Linked DNA regions of Oncorhynchus mykiss: region 2 is linked to region 1. A link is a contact called in public Hi-C data. All regions are on one chromosome and are shown on one strand. Each heading gives the region's core, a stretch centred on a gene start, on an enhancer-like site or on the middle of the called end of the contact. The rest is flanking DNA. Distances are from core to core; before and after follow the strand shown. Region 1 holds the start of LOC110519941 (zinc finger protein ZFPM1). Region 2 overlaps LOC110519941 (zinc finger protein ZFPM1).

Region 1 (5,624 bases), core at 2,222-4,721:
ATTATTTTTTATATCATGTTGTTCAAATAAATTAAACAATAAAAGTAAAATAATTTAGCACCTTGACCTGTTCCTCTCTTTTAAAATCTCCCCATTACTTTCAGTAAAAAAACAGAAGACAGTGGAACATGTCAATGCATGAGGTTTCTCCATCGGAGGTGTTTTGTGCTTCTCCTGGCTGTGGGGATCCTGGTGATCTTCTACGTAACCACCCTCTTCACTCTTCATATAAGCCAGACCCCACTCTGGCTGCTAGGAGGCCAGGATCTAACTCCTCTCTCTTATATCAATGGAAATGAGGGGGAGTTTTTTCCACCATACAATGTAGCATACCCACAGAAATATAAGTTTGTCCTGGATGAGCCTCATGAGTGCCAGGACCGCAGCCCCTTCCTGCTTCTAATGGTGCCAGTAGCTCCTGGTAATCTGGTAGCCCGGGAGGATATCCGGAAGACTTGGGGTAAGGAGAGCCTGGTTCTGGGACGGGCTGTGCGTCTGTTCTTCCTGTTGGGCCTGCCCAGTGGAGTGGAGGCAGAGAGGATGCAGGAGGAGGTGCTGCTTGAGAACCAGCAGTACCATGACATACTGCAGAGTGACTTCCAGGACAGCTACTTCAACCTGACCATCAAGACCATGGTGATGCTGGAGTGGCTGGCCTCTCGCTGCCCCGGCGCCTCCTTCGCCATGAAGATCGACTCTGACATGTTCCTCAATGTGCACAACCTGGTCAACATGCTGATAGACCCAACTACACCAAAGCACAACTACATCACTGGGAAGTTCAGCCAAAACACACAAGTGGTGAGAGACCGCACCTCAAAGTGGTACATTCCCAATAAGGTTTACCCCGGTACCAAATTCCCTCCCTACCTTTTGGGAAATGGTTATGTCTTTTCCATAGATCTTCCTGAGAAGATAGTGGAAGCATCCAAACAAGTCCGTGCCATATTTTTAGAGGATGCCTACCTGGGTATGTGTCTGAGCCATTTAGGGATTGCAGCCAGTTACCCACCTAACTCTTCCCTCTTCAAGCTTTCCATGCCCTACACTCATAATCGCTGTTACTACTCTAGTGTCATCACTACTGAAATGGACCATGTGAGTGACCTGCTGCGAGTCTGGGAGGACTTACAGAGACCTGGCACCCCCTGCTAAGGACAATGAACACCTCTTAAATCTTTGAATCCTTACCCTGCTAAGGACAATGAATACCTCTTAAAGCTTTGAATCCTTACCCTGCTAAGGACAATGAATACCTCTTAAAGCTTTGAATCCTTACCCTGCTAAGGACAATGAATACCTCTTAAAGCTTTGAATCCTTACCCTGCTAAGGACAATGAACACCTCTTAAAGCTTTGAATCCTTACCCTGCTAAGGACAATGAACACCTCTTAAATCTTTGAATCCTTACCCTGCTAAGGACAATGAATACCTCTTAAAGCTTTGAATCCTTATAAGTATTAAACACACTATGTAAGCACATGCATACAAGTACTAAACAAATAGGTAGGCACACACACACACGCACACACACAGGTATCATAGTATAATTCACTCACTCTCAAACAGCTTTTTCATGTCATTCTAAAGTAGTAACATGTAGTAATACATGTAGTAATACATAGTAATTACCACATGATATGACCAGATAATGTTGTTACAATAACAGCATTACTACACAAGTAGAGCTATGTATTGTGTAGTGTTACTGCTCGGTCTTGCAAGTATAATTTCCCATGACTGTCTTAAATTCAAATGTCAACGTGGGATCTTGTGTGTATCTATGAAGTAAGTATCAAATGATGTTCTAAGATCTTCAAAGACGAGCATGATCTGTGTGTATCACATTATCACATGTGACAGTATAGTCTCAATTTCTGTACATCATCAAGACAAACTCATATGTGGACACAACATAACAGCTACCGTGCAGTTACACACCAGCCTTTTTCTACTGCACAAGATTTTCACTGTCACTAGATGGCAGCAGTGAATTTGACTTAAACATTTGTCTTGTGTGCTATTGTTTTGGTTGCTTGTGATTTGTACTCAGTTGATGCCTACTTAAGATTGATATTGTTACAAATTCCTGGAATATTTGTAAAAAATGTTAAACTGAATAAAAACGCTTAAACTATTTTTTAAGTATTGAGAATATACATTGCACACCAACAATCTATCACTTGGTTTCATTTTGGTAGTATAAATAGTGATGTGACTATTTTAAAGCCACACTCCTCAGTTTGTGCATACCCTAAAAGAGTGAGCTAACAACAAAAATGTAAACAATGGAGCAAATGCATCCCATAACATTTTCCTATACAAATAGTAGGCTACTTGATGTATACAGTCGGATACATATGTTCTCAATTAATGATATACCAGGATAGAGCAACATACATTATTTGAAGCTATATTTTCTAATGACAACATAAATCTAATCAAATTAAATTGTATTTGTCACATGCGCTGAATACAACAGGTGTAGTTGTAGACCTTACAGTGAAATGCTTACTTACAAGCCCTTAACCAACAATGCAGTTTTAATAAAAAGAAGTGTTAAGTAAAGAATAGATAAGTAAAAAATCAGAGAGCAGCAGTAAAATAACAGTAGTGAGGCTATATACAGGGGGTACCGGTACAGAGTTAATGTGTGGGGGTACCGGTTAGTCGAGGTAATTGAGGTAATATGTACATGTAGGTAGAGTTAAAGGCGTAAAAGAGTTGGGGGGGGGGGGGGGGGGGGGGTCAATGCAAATAGTCTGGGTAGCCATTGGATTAGCTGTTCAGGAGTCTTATGGCTTGGGGGTAGAAGCTGTTAAGAAGTCTTTTGGACCTAGACTTGGCGCTCCGGTACCGCTTGCTGTGCGGTAGCCGAGAGAACAGTCTATGACTAGGGGGGCTGGAGTCTGACCATTTTTAGGGCCGTCCTCTGACACCACCTGGAATAGAGGTCCTCGATGGCAGGAAGCTTGAACAATGTTCTAGGTTTTCCAGGTAAAACTTTGAATTGACTTTGAATTGAATTGCATAAAATGAAAAATGTTGCACATTACCTATGATATTGCATTTACGTGCACCAAAGATTTCCTTATGCAAGATTTCCATGTCTTAATTTTCTCATCAATTTGTCTTTCTAATTATATCATAGCTGCCTGTCATCTTTAAACGTGACGTTTTCAGGAGTCAAGTAAGTGTGGGTTAATTCCAAAAGATGAACTATCAGGCTACCTTATAGTTTGCACATTATACAGATCTAATACAGCATACCAATACTGTATTATGCTGAATTTCGACCATTTTAGAAAAGTTTCGAGTCAAAACAAACGTTATCAATTAATACAATTAAAGTAGGTTGGTTGAAGAATTTTGGGGCCTACAATTCACAGAAAAAACCCACCCATAACGGACACGTTAGCCCTACGTCAGACGCAGGGGGCGTTAGAGGGGCGTGTCGGCTCTGCATATCAGCTGTAATGTTTAATGTAACGCTCGCGCTCCATTGAAAAGTGCCCGCCAGTACTCGAGTGTTGGGCGGACTAGGGAAAAACAAAGGGAAAACGAAAACAGTTATAGGCTACATTGACCTCTATAGCGGCAACATTTTATAGAATACTTATAGCGATACAACTGCAGTCACTGGCATCCCGTAGGTGACAGTTAAGACCTCACAAGGAAGAGGAGGAAGGGAAAAGAGAAGACCGCACATCTGGGAAGATATTGAAAAGTAACTAAAGCTTACTTGGCCACAGGTAGTCCTCGTGCGTCAAAGAATATCAAAGTGCAGGTCATGCGGATATCTCCGGCTGGAGATCGATCAGTGTTTCAGTGCTAGTTCTTCCTAGGAAGATCACTTACCTTCAGCGGACCAAGAGCAGGAGAAAGACATGTCCCGAAGAAAGCAGAGCAAACCCCGGCAGATCAAACGTAAGGAAAATAATAAGTTCACATTGATCTTTATTAAAGGTGGTTCATTGCGAACATACTGTATATACTTTGACAGGTGGAATAGGTTTGTGACATTTAGCAGTGACCAAAATAATATTTCTACAAATGACATGCCAAACTATTATAAAAATGCGATTAGGCTATGCGACTATGTTTATAATAATGTTATGGAAATGTGCATTCTTTTTAGCCTTTGATGTAGGGTAGCCAACAGTTTCAATGTATAGCATACTGACTCAAATACATTTAAAATATAGGCTAGTCAACTAGCCTAATATCGAGCACATGTTATAAATGCTACTGTTTTAAATACTACTGTTATAAATGCTTAGTAGGCCTACTAGAGCACATGTATTCAAAATAATCTATCATTTTAAATATGATGTAAAGTACATCTCAGTGTAAGCAATGTTTTCGGCGATATCCTGCTCCACTGTCCACAGTGAGTGTGCAATCAAATGTTGTTTTGAAGTAGCAATGTGAACATCATGTGAAAGCTATAATTGTTTTATATGTAGGTTAGGCAAAAATAAATGGTTTATGCAGTTTGTCACAGTGGGTTTTAACATTGGGTTACTTAGTTAGGGCCATGTAGCCTAACTTGCAGTCTCTACCCGACTTTATTTAGTTGCAATATAGGCCCCTAGGCTTAATAAAACGTTGAATTTGCTTGCTCTTTTAAAAACGTTTTGTCCATTGGCAACTGAACTGTAACAGTGGTTTCCTGTTTAATTATGTTGTGGAAACGTCACTGTTCTCTGAAAAAGGCGATGTGAACGCAGATAAACTGCGATCCGATCGCAAGCGAGATAAAGATTAAAATTGGATCTTTTTTTATTTGTTTTCTGTCTGAAGCTGCACTGAGGCTGGCGTTGCATTTCCCCCGGCTTTTCAGTTCTCTTTCCAGAGATGGGGCGTCAGATAGCGCGCTTGCTGATCTCGCATTCTGATAGTGGGTTACAATTGGATCTTTTTTCATCTATCCTTTTAACTCTTTAATGCATAGGCGTTCATTTAAAAGGTCTCTCTCAAACATACACTCACTCCCTGGCTGCCTACTGCGTTTTGCTCTGGTGCCAGGCCCTCTTTCAGTTATTCATGCAGAAGAGATGCCTTGGTCCGATAAGCACAGTAGCAATATCTTGGAGGTTGAGTTTGAAAGGGTTGCTAAAAAATAAAGCAGAAAGTAACTCTTAAAACGAAAGAGAAATCACATGATAAGGTTATGCATAAAGTGCCCATAAAGATGCTTCTAGTAAAAGGCACACCATTGGGCGGTCATGCTATCTACCCAAATGGACTCTCCAACTTCCCAAATGGACTCTCTGCAACATGCCATCTTCAAAGCAGCCACTTGAAAAGGCTACATGAGAGATATAGGTTTTAAAAAGTATTTGACTAAGTATGGAAGCATTTTTGTAGGCTAGTGTTATTATGTTATTATTATGAAAAATAAAAATCCTCTTCACATGTTATGTTATTAATGAAGAGGATGATTGTTCTGTTGGCTAGCAGTAATGTAAATAATAATAATATAAAAAAGTTATTTCCTTTACTTAATATTTTCCCATAGTGGTCTTCCAATTGATCACCCATCAGTCTCACATTGACTGTGGATATAGTCCAGACACTGGAGAGGATAAATCTAAGCTGTAAGCATATCAGGGGTGTCATGG
Region 2 (5,545 bases), core at 2,901-5,400, 65 kb after region 1:
CCGAGTCTTTTTTTCCTCCATCTATGCGGAGAGAATGTCGAGAAACATTTTCTAATTAATTTATGTGTGATTATCAGGAGAGTTTCTTGAAGGTCTCCACTTTCAATTTATGAAAGGGTAGCAGTGGAGTTAGGGGAGGCTGGAAGAGATGGAGGCAAACACACACACACGCACACTCACTCACTTGCACACACATTCTCTCTTTCTCTCTCTCTCTTTAAAGGGGAGTTTTGGTGCAGCTCAGGGGTAGCAGTGGAGTCTTGATCAGATCTAACCCTTCTCCCCTGTCTGTGACCCTCCAGTCATACTGCTGCCCTCGGCCCTAACAATGTTGCTCTGTTTCACAGCTCTCTCTGTTGGTACAGTACAGCCTCCTGGAGACAGAGAGGCATGGGTACACTTAGAAATAAAGGGTTTTAAAATACTTATTTGCCTGTCCCCATAGGAGAACCCTTTTTGGTTCCAGGGGGAACCATTTTTGGTTCCAGGTAGAACCCTTTTGGCTTCCAAGTAGAACCCTCTGTGGAAAGTGTTCTACCTGGAACCAAAAAGGGTTCTGCAAAAATCCTATGGGGACAGCTGAATGACCATTTGTTTGGATCTAGATAGCACCTTTTTTTCTAAGAGTAGTAACTTTCACCGAGCCACTATTTATGATGACATGGTATTCTTTACATTACCTTGGGCTCCCTGCTGGCTGTGTTTTTAGAGTGATAAAGTAGCCTATACTTAAAGCATAAGCACTGCATAAGAGAACGCTACAGTACTAGTCGTGTATCTCTATCACAGGCTCTTATCACAAATAAACTTATTCAACCACTGGGCTTCTGAACTCAAAATGAAGTTTTGCATGTGAATGTCAGCATTCTTCACATTTCTGTCTGTATTCCCAGGGTTACATTTTGTCAACACTGCCTTGCCAACTTTGGGCTTACACATATTTTTCCCCATTTTGTTTTAAATTACTTGATCTTATTTAACATATTTGGATTTTGCATGTTCGGCATCTGCTCTTTCCTAGTGTATGTATTTTGCAGATAAAAGTTCAGCAGTGCAGTTAAGAGAAATTAGTTGGGTAAACAGTTGTAAATGTCAATGATAAAGTTCTGTTGAAGCTCATCTGATTAGCTTGGCGTCGCAGGTGTCTTATCTTTGCTGTGCAACAGAGTGTAAAATGGAAATTATTGCGTCCTGAGCATGAGAAATTTGTATTTTTTCAACTGAACCGATGCAGGACCCAAGGGACTGTGTTAGACCATTACGTTTCTATATCCTGACTGGAGTAGTGGGTTCGCTTTCTTTCTCTCTATCTCTCTCTCACTTTCTCACAGACACTCATATTGTGACTGTTAGCTCTGATGGTCTCTCCAAGCCTGCACCATAGGGCTCCTGTGTACCGGTAGCGGCCCATCTCTTTTCCTCAGTTGTGAGGTGCAGAGCAGAGAGGGGGATCCTCCATGCTGAGTGAGTAGGGGAGAAAGCTCAGGGATTTGTCATTCAGCAGAGGTTAAACCCCAGCTATTAGTGAGGGGTCGGAGTGCGGCCCTGATAAAGACTTCCTGTTGTACTGTGTCAAAAAATCAATGGCTACGCAGCGATGTGCTAATTTGATATCAACAATAGCCTTTTAAAAAATCAATTAGCCCTGATAGAGGAGACGATGATGTTGGGGAATAGGGGAGATCCTGCTACAGAGGGTTGTGTAACTATTTTTTACGCATTGAGATCCAATCAGATGACTGAGTCCTTTTGAGCATGCTCGACTCCCATAGGATGGTGCAGATGATCATGCGTGTTGTTTTGCAAACGTGACGACCAGCACAACGCTAGGTTAGGTTGGCCTGTTGTAACGTTGATGTAAGGTTGGTGATGTCATTCATTTCCCAATACCACAAAGTTCTTGTCCACCTGAACAATTTCATAGACAATGAACTACTGCACAAAGACAGGTGTGTCCAGTAGTCTGATGATATGTTGAGAATGAATAGATAAGTGTAAGCTATGTATATGATCAGGAAGTGCTACTGTATCTCTTTCTCATAACATTGTTTGGGTTATCAAGGCTGAGCTCCAGTGCCCCTACAGGACTGTACTGTAAACTACAGTTGTAGGTATTATGTTAACATGGTATAACTAACAACCCTTTTCGGCAGTTAAATGCAACAACAAAACATTATTTATGAAAAAGCAATCTATTAATATGGGTTTTGAACACAATAATCTGTTTACAATCACGATAGCTGTACCTTTACTTTATGGTTTATGCAGCTTCCTGGCCCTTAGCCAATTGGCATTTCTCAATGAGGTCAAAGCACGTGAATGCATACAACTTGTATTTACGACTTCATTCCCACCTCTTGCTTGGTTACGAACGCAGCGTTACCTGAAGGTTTCTTTGTTCCTCTTGAAGGATTCAGAGAGGAAGTGGATTTGCGTGAATCTGTTAAATGGCCCATGTGCCATGAGGTCACAATAACACATCTAAACATGTGAAACAAACAGATTTTTTATACAAATGTATGGCCTCACTTTTGCAGTATTCTCCCTCCAGTACTCCCTCGTCCTCCTAAACTCCCTCTATCCCCCTCTGTCTACTCATCGGGTAATTGCATTAGTCATTTCATTAACGATAGGGTGATTGTTTTATTGTCTGCTGTTGTAAAACGGACAGGACGCCCCAGTGGCTGGTGAAGCAGCCATATTGATAAGGCTTTGTGTGGACACTGCCAGAGTGGAGCTCTATTGATAAGGCTGGCTGATAGGTCTGTGTGGACTGTGGTGCAGGATCCCTATTGATTAAGCCTGGTCCTGCATGTGTTTTGTGGGCACTGTCTGTGGTCAGGGCCGTGGATATTCTTGAGGTCTGCTGTGTGGGGGCATAGAGATGGTTTAGAGGCAAGGAGAGGGGCCAGCATATCAAGCGGAGTGGCCAAGCGGCAGGGCAATGAACAGGGCTGTGGGGCTTTAGAGATGGTGTAGAGCCTCTACAGAGGGGCCAGTATCAGGCTGAGAGGCGAGCACAGGGCATTGAGCAGTATTGATAAGAACCCCAGGTCATTATGGGGGTTTGTGGTGTGCGGTAGTGGTAATTAGCAGGGATTAGAACGGTAGGAGGCCCTGCGTAGCGTAGCACCGTGCTAACCTGTAGGGATTACCCATGTGCAGTGATTAAAATGGGCCTCATGATCACTCCTCAGTGGGAGGATGAAACTGATCTAGATTTTTAAGCCACCTGTTGGATGGTGTGCCGACGCGGCTGACCGTGCGTCGGCAACATAGAGCTGGGACCTCCCATCCAGGTTACCTCCCTGTGGTACAGTTGGCAGAGAGCGGGAAATGGGGCGTGGCTGATCATGGAAGGATGATGGAATATTTTTAGGTTCTAAACACCGACACTCAGTGTGGTCTCTGTATTTTTTCACAAAGGTAAAATCCCAGCAGACAATTTCACAATTAGGTTAATGGTGGTGTTCATGCTGATAAGGCATCATGTGACCGAGGCCAGCCAATATCAGGGCAGCAGACTGGACATTGATGGAGTGTTGAGATTAGTTGGTCAGAGTGTGATCTGGCCAGGGGTGCTGGGAGATAGGCCTGGACACTGGACTTCAGCCTCGCTGATGTGGACAGGAGACTTACACAAGCACATCAAACGTATGGGAACCACATGTTTGACTCCGTTCCATGAATTCCATTCCCCACATTACAATGAGTCCGTCCTCCTATAGCTCCTTCCACCAGCCTCCAGCTTGATTTGTTCCAATCTCCTTCTCACTACTGCTCCTTCATTTTTTCCCCTCCTCTACTCCTCCCTCTGTCTCTATCTCCCCCTCTCTCTCGTCCACCCCTCCCTCTCTCCCTTCCCCCCCCTCTCCTTTCCTCCCCTTCTCTTTCTCCCACTCTTGGCTGTGGGAAAGCCATTTTTATCAGCATCTGTCTGTTGTTCTCTGGTGGGGATAGATACAGAGAAGATAGATGAGTGTTTTGACATAGAGAGTGTTAGACAAACACTCTTATCAGCCTGGCACTTTAGCCCGACCCCCGAAAGAGAAGCTGAACCATGGAGGAGGAGGGAGGGGGGGGGGGGGGGGGGACACAGAGCAACAGAATCAACATGGAGGGAGAGGGACAGCTGAACGTGGTGGTAAACAGCAGGTTCCAATGGTACTGCACTGTAGAGCACCATGGCTATGTCATAGGACAGCTTACTGTAGGTACTGGACTAAGTGAATTTCAAGATTCCTTTCCTAATCATTCCTTTTTGAGAGATGTGTTTTTGTTTAAGCTTTTGAGATCCTACCTTTGTGATCCTACTTTTGAGATTCTGCACTGTGGGATTGTAAGGGATATGAGTGTGATAGTGAAGGACTCTCCTCCTCAGTGGCCTGAGGCTCCCTCTGTCCAAGTCTCACACTAATGCCTTGACTCCCATGTCTTTTTCTCAGTTATCTCCTAAGAGGAAGTACAAAAGTTTGCTGCTCCTGCTCAGTCCACTCTGTGCTCAAGGCAACACCACACTCCCCCTAGTGTTGGAATCATCAGAGCTCTGGCCATGACATGACATAGATTAGGGATGGGCAACTTTGATGGGACACCAAAAAATCTGTACTCATTATGAGGGGGCCGCAGTACCTCGCAGGTCTGTGTACCCACATCCATCCCCACACATGCAGTCAACTGATTTGTGCAATCAATCTATTTTTTTGCAGTTAAACTACTTTACCCACTTAAAGGTTTTACACGCTCAACAGTTTCCCGTGTGTATAAAGAATGGTCCACCATCCAAAGGACATGCAGCCAACTTGACACAACTTTGGGAATTGAGGCTGTTCTGAGGGTAAAGGGGGGGGGGGGGGAATGCTGATAATTGTGGAAATGCGGATAATGCCCTTTTAGTGTAAGAGCTGTTTGAAAAGATCTCCTGAAATGTCTGCCTTTTTTGGTGGGATTGAACTTAGTTAATAGACAAATAAGAAAGAGTTCCAAACCTCTCAGCCAATAACAGCTAGTTTTCAGTTTTCTCCTCCCCACTCAGAACACTCAGAAACGTCTGCATTGGACCTTTAACTACAAGCATTATACCAGTAGTCAGGGCCGGCAGTAACCTTTTGGGGGCCCTAAGCGAGATTTGTTTTGGACTCCCCCCACCTCGCAGGCAAAACATTATACTGGCCCCGGTCTTGACGGCAGATATATATTTTTAAAATGTAAAGTTCATTTCCTGTAATTGTACACATTTTGCTATAAGGCGTAGAGAGATTTTCTGGGCGTTCGTAAACTCAAGAGCGTTGTCACGTTGTCCGTTCGTAAATTGAGAGCGTTTCACTCTCGGAGCGTTCAGAGCGCACACTGGGCGCGCTCTGGCCGAGGAGTAGGATTGATTCGAGCGTTCTGTTCTAACAACAGCAGTCAAGCACCCAAGCTAGTTGGCTAACATTGGCTAGCTTGCTAGCTACTTCCAGACACAAATGAGAGAACAGTTAACTCTGACCATTTTACTTGCCCAGCAGAGCTGGTTAGGCTGTTTTTATGTTATCCAAAACAT

The links. A called contact is a pair of places that touch in the nucleus more often than the background predicts.
Region 2: a Hi-C map of liver shows a contact between it and region 1, with 7 times the contacts expected there. The contact joins the enhancer-like site here to the promoter of LOC110519941 in region 1. A contact is called at or near these places in 3 of 3 Hi-C or Micro-C datasets (blood and liver).

What each region holds. Positions count from the first base shown.
Region 1 is chr1:25,186,038-25,191,661 of USDA_OmykA_1.1, forward strand. LOC110519941 (zinc finger protein ZFPM1) reads left to right here and starts at 3,472. Exons shown (of 8, transcript XM_021596853.2): 1 at 3,472-3,927. The coding sequence starts at 3,888. LOC110520087 (beta-1,3-galactosyltransferase 2-like) reads left to right here and starts at 112. Exons shown (of 1, transcript XM_021597165.2): 1 at 112-2,110. The coding sequence starts at 139. The coding sequence ends at 1,155.
Region 2 is chr1:25,250,056-25,255,600 of USDA_OmykA_1.1, forward strand. All of the region lies in intron 2 of LOC110519941 (zinc finger protein ZFPM1), which reads left to right. Among protein-coding and RNA genes, the nearest start is that of LOC110519941, 63 kb to the left of the region's middle. Within about 2 kb of position 4,151, at least 5 of the 11 cell types and tissues checked have an H3K27ac peak or open chromatin away from gene starts, as enhancers often do. A contact at or near this core is called in liver, where this site is marked.